2 separate regions of the Culex quinquefasciatus genome follow, and region 1 is linked to region 2. The links are chromatin contacts, called in public Hi-C maps. All regions are on one chromosome and are shown on one strand. Each heading gives the region's core, a stretch centred on a gene start, on an enhancer-like site or on the middle of the called end of the contact. The rest is flanking DNA. Distances are from core to core; before and after follow the strand shown. Region 1 holds the start of LOC6052961 (homeobox protein invected). Region 2 holds the start of LOC6043083 (segmentation polarity homeobox protein engrailed).

Region 1 (3,903 bases), core at 275-2,774, 190 kb before region 2:
GGTTCAAAACTAAATACACTCAAGCCCAAACACACACATCAAATTTCAACAACAAATCCAGCCTTGTTTTCAAAACACTGTCTTACCTTTTTTTTTAAAGGAAAAGGACAAACCGTACCGAAAGTTACCTTCATCGATTCGTTACGGTCGGTGGCTAGGACCCGCTGATGTGTGTACCTGCCTCAGTTTTTTTTGTTATGACATTTTTGTCCTCTACCGACTTGTAAGCATCTCTAATTTGCCCAACAGGATTAGCCGGGATAATTTACGGCGTTTGGCACCGCATGTGGGCCCGCAAATATTTTCAAAACAGGCGGCTTGTTTATGTCCGTTTTTTTTTCTCTTTTTTCGGTGAGAGTTTTTTTCCGTTTTAGCATTACGTCCAGTTTACCCAAAATTGATAAGCGTGTAGCTTTGACAACTGTTGCGATTTGACATCCAATCGTTTAACAGCTACAGTAGAGTATTCGTAACTCGTTCCTCAGAGACTTGGGTCATTCTTAACCTGCTGGGAAACCACCACTTGTACCGAACAAACAAGTCCTCGTTTTCCCAGAACATCGCGCGGCCACTTTCGAAAATTAAATCGTGCAAACCAGTCCTTGTTCGGTGAGACTCTTCTTCCCGATTTCCCATCTTTACGATATTCCCCCCGAAAAAAAAACGAACGAAACCATCAAATCTTAATCATAATCATCATCATCGTCATCTGAAAAGGGGTGGCCGAGGGGCGAGACAACGTGAAACATTTATTCAACGTAACATGCCAACGAGTCCCGAGTCTCGGTGCAAAGTGGTTCTTCAACACGATAAAAGTTCCCCTCCTCGGTCCTCGCTCCATGTCCCTCGGTCGTCCACAAACGATCCAGATTTACCAGAGAATAAACTGCTCCAAAAGGGTGGACAACCCCCCGGTTATGCTTCATTGGGTTGAGGAAAGCCGAGACGAGTGGGGGTAGAACGATCAGGAAAGCAAAAGGGAACAACATATAACATAAATGCTTCATAATGTTTGAATAAACAGAGAAACATTTTCATTTTGGTGCTCCCCCCGCCACTCACACAAACCGCGACGCTCACAAATACACGCAAAGGGCTTCATCGGAATCCAACTGGAATTGTTGTGAAGCTTATTAGAGCGGGGGCTCTCCCCGTTCGCCCTTTTGGGATCAAAGTTGGCGTCACGGTGAGGGGCGTAGCGCCCTTTTAGTGAGAGCGAAAGAGCTAGGCTTATTGAGCGTGGCGTGAGCGAGAATGAGAGCAAACCCCCCTCAATTCATCGTGCCGAAAGAAGAATCGATAAAACAGAGAGAGCGCGTAAAACGAGAGCGCGCGCTCTTTCATTGTGTTCAAGTTCTCTTTTGTTTCCCTTTTCACCCACACTGCTTCGCGGTGCAGGCCACGCCCGCATCGCGCTCGCTTGCTGCGATCCCCAACGCACGCACACTAGCGAACGGGACGACGCCTACTACCACTTGAGAGAGCACGTTCGGTTGGGGCCACTTTCAGTTGGTCTACGTGTACCGTGATGGAACGACCATTCCGAACGCCCGTGCCCAGTCAAGTGCCGTCGCCGGTTTGCGTCTAGGGTTTTCCGCGCCGTCGCCGCGCCTGTTCCGTCCCACCTGCCCCGCTCGGAACCGTTTTGGGGAGCGTTCTGGTAGTTCGTGTTACGTGTGTGTGTATGCGTGCGGGGGTGGGCAAGCGGGGTAAATAGTAACAGACATAATAACACTAGTTTTTCTTCTTCTTTCTGTTGTTGTTGCCGCGGTCCCTTGGGTATCGTGTTGGTGACACGGTGCGAATTTAATTACCGATAATCCTTTCGGGTCGCAATTGTTCCGTGACAGAGCCGGTGAGCGGACCGCTTTCGACTATTGTTCCCGGTAGGGTTCCGGTTTTCTCTCGAGTGTTTGCGAACCGACGGAGTTATGCAGTAGCGATGGCCACCATCATGTCACACAATCTGCCGTTGATTCCGTTGCCGTTGAAGGCCAGCTTGGCCAAGACCGGGTTGATGATGTCTGGGCTGCTCGGGAAGGAAGTGCTGTACGGAAGTGGACCGACGGAACGTAGCAGTCCGGTTAGTGAGGCCCGGTCTAGTCCGGAGTCGGTGATGATGATGGCCGGCGGTCAGCCCAAGGAAGATGACCGGATGAGCTGTTGTAGTGAGGATAGTGAGCTGTCCGTCGGACAGGAAGTGGACCTGGACGGAAGTGACAAAACGATGAACGGTGACGAGAACAGAAGTGTGGCCAGTTCGCGGATAGGCGGGCTGGATGTAGAAAAGTTGATCGATAGACACAGCGTTGAAGTGGGTGAAGAAGTGAGTAACGATTCGTCGCGGTATTCGAGTTCAAAGGAGCCGTCGGAAGAGTACATGAAGATACCGGTGATGCGGCCAAGTCCGACGAGGTTGCACGAGGAGTTCCTAAGAAATTCGCAGCTGTACGCTGAAGAGTTGATGCGCCAGCAGATGCAGATTGTGGCCGCGGCTCGGGGACTTAACCTGAGTCCCAAACCGTTGGATCCAACGCTCGGTTTGGTGACCCGGTTGCAGGACAACCGAAGTCCCGGCAAGCCAATGTTCACGGAAGAGCAAAAATTAGGCTTTCGACCGCACATACGAGGCGTGGGAGATCTCTATCCGGATCCGAACCGCTGGTCGGACGAACGAAGCGTCCGGTCACCTCCGGAGTCTTCCTCGTTCCGCGGGATCCACTCGCACCTGAGTGCCATCTCGCAGATCACGCAGAACCTCAACAGTGACATCAGCAAGCTGACCTCCCCATCCAGCCTAACCAGTATGACCTCCCGGGAAAGCTCCCAATCGCCACCCAACAACCAGCTCCAAGCCGGCAACCACGCGGCCCATCTGCTCCAGCTGAACAATAACATTGCGCTCAACGACCAGAACCTCAAGTTCAGCATCGACAACATCCTGAAGGCGGACTTTGGCCGCCGCATTACGGATCCGCTAAAAAGAAGCGGAAAAAGCTACGCGAAAAAGCCGTCGGCTGAAAAGCCCGCGACCTCCGCGGCACCGGCCGCTATGGATCTGACGTCTGTCATGACCAGCGCGGCTGGTTGCAGCGGCACCAACAGTAGCGGCCCCAGCCGCTCCTTCAACAGCAGCAGTTCTAGTGCCAGTGGAAGTGAAGTGGATGTGCCCGCGTCGCCGCAGTCCTCGACCGGTTCCAGCAAAACCGGCGAGGGGACGAGCGGTAGCACGACTACCACCAGTGGTAGCGGAGGGCCGATGGTGTGGCCGGCCTGGGTCTACTGTACCCGCTACAGTGATCGTCCTAGTTCAGGTGAGTGGCGTCCCGCTTTTTGTTGACGCAATTCCGCGAAAAAACGGCGAAACCGGGGGAACGTCCGGACAATGAAGGAATGTTTAAAATTCCGACCCGATACGGTTGTTTCCGTCGTTGCCACGATTAGCGCGAGGGGGTACTTGACGATGTGATAATGAAAATGAAAACCTGCTGAAGTGCGCAAGGTGATGGAAGAGGAGGAGACGGGCACGCTCATCTTCATGTGACAACAAACGGCTGACGGTCGTGCCAGCCCTGGAGTCATGTGAAACGAGACAGAGAGAGCGAGAGGGGGGCAATAAAACTGACGTCTCCGGTTACCGCAGCAATTACGTTGACGGTGCATTGACCAGCTTGAGTCTCACTTTGGCCAGAATTGAGCAATGCTGGTTTGAGGGGTCAAGTCCGGCCCTGGGTTGTTCTAGAAATCGCTTCGCGATCGCTTGCACCTGCACTAATCGCGGGCCCTCAACGCCTGCTTCGACCGGCATAGTCTACTGAGGTCGGTTGACATGAGCGGGACGTGACGTTGAACATGATGTTGCTGGTGCGTTTTCAGCGCCCCGCGAAGTAACGTGTGAGGGGC
Region 2 (3,733 bases), core at 1,124-3,623:
GAAGGTTAAGCAGAGGTTGTAACTTGTTTAGGCTGATGTTTTTGCGGCGAGGGTCGTGTAGCTTCGCTGAAGCAAACTAAACTTTTTGCGGTTGGCCCGTAGCAAAGTAAGCTGTCCTAGCTGATCTAGAGTTTGGATCATGAAGATCTGGAGGATCAACTGAGACGTAAACAATGTCTTGAAAGGTTGCTTGAGTGGGTAGAGCTTCACAAACATACACTGAACTAAACTGAGCTTTTTTGAGCTGACTGAATCTCTCTAAACTGTTTTTAAGATAAGATCTTGAAGATCTAGAAGATCAACCGAAGCTTGTACACTGTCTTTTAAGTTTTTTGAACTTTACAGAACTACAGTGTACTTAACCGAACTCAATCCAGAAATTTTGAAGCAAAATGAACTCATTGAGCAGTCATGGAGTTGAGATATTGGAGATCTGGTCGATCAACCGATGCGTATAACATCGTTTCTGTCGGCATTTTGAATTGGTAGATAACTTCAGTGTACCAAACAAAACTGGAATCCAAAATTCTAGAGCAAATTTAGCACTCAATATCTCTTCAGAGTTGAGATCATGAAGATCTGGATGATCAACCCAAACTTGTACACCGTCAATTTAGGTTTTTTTCAGTTGGTAGAGCTTTACAGAAGAACCCCTAGCCAAAATTCTAAACCATAATGAGCACTGCAGACAGTCATGGAGTTGAGATATGAAGATCTGATCGATCAACCGTGACTGAAACTTACCGGAACTTGGTCGATCGCTGTACCGCGTACAATACACCCACGCCGGCCACAGATTTCCGTTGCCCTCGCCATCCTTGCTACTCCCCGTCTCCGATCGCGCATCATCCGACGAGGCACCATCGTTGTTGTTGTTCTGATTTCCGGAATCCCCATTCGCCCGACTCTCACCCCCACCATTTCCGGGCAGGCTCGTGGCGACCGTTGCCGTCGGTTTCGGGATCGGTCGCGGGCTCAGCTTTGGCGAGGCACTGCTGCACACGGAACTACGCGAGTCGTTGGACGGGGCGGGGTTCGAGGCTACGTGCTGACCGATTTGGGACACCGTTTTACAGAGGGATCCTAGCGGGGGCATCGAGTGCGGGTGGATTGAGGCTGCGGCGGCCGCTTTGGCCTGGTTCTCCAGCAGTTTCTGCTGAAACTTGCGGTGGCTGTTGATGATCTCTTCGTGCAGTTTGGGGTAGCTGGTGGCGCTGAAGCTGTTCAGGAGCGGGTTCCGGGGGTCTATGCTGGGGATGGTTTTGGTGCTGAAGTCGTACAGGGTTGGGATTCGCGGGTGGTACGGGTTGTTGTTGTTGAACATGAGCATGCTGGCGGCGGTAGCTGCGGCAGCGGCCGTTTGGGGTTCGTAGCAGGTCGAGTCCTGGGATTCACTGTCCGTATGGTACGGGTTGTGGCTACTGCTACCGTTGCTGGAACATAACCGTGGGGACTTGCTGATGTCGTACGGACGGAACAGACTTTCTCGCCTTTCCAGGGCACGTTGCTGAACATGGAAGCTACTGTGATGATGGTGAGGGAGATGGTGCGGGGCTGGCCCGTTGGGGCTACCGGAGTCTGAGCTGCATGGTGGACTTGCCATGGGACTAACCGGCTGCTGGGTAGCGGTTTGGGGCCCCTTGCCGAAGCTTTCGCTCAGGATGTTCGAGATCGAAAACGAAATGCTGGTATGCTGGGGTGGTGGAGCGGGGCTCTGATCGCCGACCTCCTGCTTGATGTGTATTGGAGACATCGGAACCAGTGGCGACATCTCTTCGCGGGTAGGCGAAACTCCGTTGATCATCGTGGCGGAATTGACCGGACTTTGGCTGTGGTGATGGTGATGGGGCGGACTGGGTGCACTCTGGGGACTGCAACGGTCTTCCAATGCCATACTGACACTTCAAGTCTCACACTAGGCTTACACTTGGTTTACACTTGGTTTTTATTTTTTTAAAGTTATTCACACACTGAGTACTTCAATCCCTCCTAACACTTCACTAGGCAATCTCACTTGATCGTCACTGGAACTTGTCATCAACACTCAAGCGACTCAAAGAAATTCCTTAAGCCCAAACACACGTGTGCGTCCACGAGGAACGACTCCGACGAAGTAACACGAAGGGTGCGGACCGAAAATCACGTCAGTCCGAAAAACAAACACACGCGGCTGATCCCAATTGTCCGAAAACGCCGCACCAAAGCGGAATCGAGAAAGATGATCCGATCTTCGACGACCACGGCAATCCGACACAAACACTCGAGAGCGAACACGAGCGAGCGTACGAGCGACGAGCTATCTTCTATTATAAATTGTGATGTGACATAGTCAAATGTCACCTGTGATCTGAGCCTCTGTGACTGACAGCTGAGTGAGAGCTCAACCAAACTGACTGGTTTGTTTTTTGCGCCCAGGCTACACAGCTTCTCCACTCTGGTATCTCTATTAACGCTCACTCACTGCATCTCGCTCACCCCCGCAAGCTCACATCGCTCGCTCTCTTTCCCAGCCTCGAGCTCGTCCGCCGGATCAGTTTACACAACGCACACACGCGCAAACCGCAGCAACCACTGCGAGCGAGAGCGAGACCGCCTAACCCGTGCGCCTTGGGCGCAAGCGAGACGCAACACAAATAAATTCATCAACACAGACATATTTCAGTGCTAATTGGTCCTTGCTTGTATTGGTGGCAGCACACAGCTTGCGCAGTAGGCGTGGCCGAGCGCACGCACACGACCAAACAAACGAATCACGAGCGCTCGCCTGTCTCGATTGTGTGCGTGACGTCGGGCTTAGTTCCCTTTTTCGCTGTTCACATTTCCCACACGACGTTCGTCGTTTGGGTGTACGCTTTCGCGCGATCGGTATGCCGCTACATTCATACAACTTTATTACTTCAATCAAGATTCGTTCGCTCAATCTCTCTCGCTCTCTTCTCTTCGCGCTAACCCCACCCCTCGGTCGCGTGGGATTAGGTCGGTTTTTTTGCTGCTCGTTTTGTCCGGTTGGAGAGGGAATCGAACCCGCGACCACCCATGTTGCGGCGCGGCCGCTGCGCCGGGCAAATCGAGATGTTATTTTTATAATTGTATAATTTCAAAATTAACTACTTAATGTAAATATATGTGTGCAAGCGAACCTCGTCTCTCTTCAAGCCGCGTCGCTCCGACAAGTCGGACCTGCATCGGGCAAACAATTGAAGAGAGTCCGATCCGCTGCGCTGCGCTGCGGTAGGTTATGTGTATTCAATTAGCGTTGCGAGAGCTTGGGAGTCCACCGTTTGTCAGTCGCTCGGTTTTCGAGCTGTCAAAAACTAATCACTTCAAACTCTTCGGCAAAACTTGTGGCAAGGAGGGGGGCGGGGACGGGACAAAAAATTAAGCTGTCATTCGCGATGGATGTGGCGCGGTGGTCGTCAATTTATTAAATCATTATCTGCATATATGCTAATTATGAGAAGGTGGTGCCGACGGCAGCGCCGCTTCACGGCCAAGGTTTGAAGTTTTTTGCCGGGACGCGACGCGTCGGCCCGACAAAGGTGCAAATCAATTACGCGGGATCGGGATTGATGCGTGGCTTGGACGGGGTGAAATTTTTCGCGTGAGTGGCCAGCCTGGTCAGTAATGGGGCCTAGACGGCAGAATTGATTGGGCCGTAAAGGTTATTTATTGGCAATCAAATTTGGTCATTTTGGGAGGGCCGGCGAAAAAGCTGATGAAGACTAATGGAATG

Evidence for each region. Hi-C and Micro-C count contacts between places; a contact is called where the count stands out from the background.
Region 1: a Hi-C map of whole body shows a contact between it and region 2, with 7 times the contacts expected there. The contact joins the promoter of LOC6052961 here to the promoter of LOC6043083 in region 2. A contact is called at or near these places in 2 of 2 Hi-C or Micro-C datasets (both in whole body).

The regions. Positions count from the first base shown.
Region 1 is chr2:205,912,016-205,915,918 of VPISU_Cqui_1.0_pri_paternal, reverse strand. It overlaps LOC6052961 (homeobox protein invected), which reads left to right and starts at 1,524. Exons shown (of 4, transcript XM_038256201.1): 1 at 1,524-3,314. The coding sequence starts at 1,943.
Region 2 is chr2:205,723,320-205,727,052 of VPISU_Cqui_1.0_pri_paternal, reverse strand. It overlaps LOC6043083 (segmentation polarity homeobox protein engrailed), which reads right to left and starts at 2,373. Exons shown (of 3, transcript XM_001855475.2): 1 at 745-2,373. The coding sequence starts at 1,894.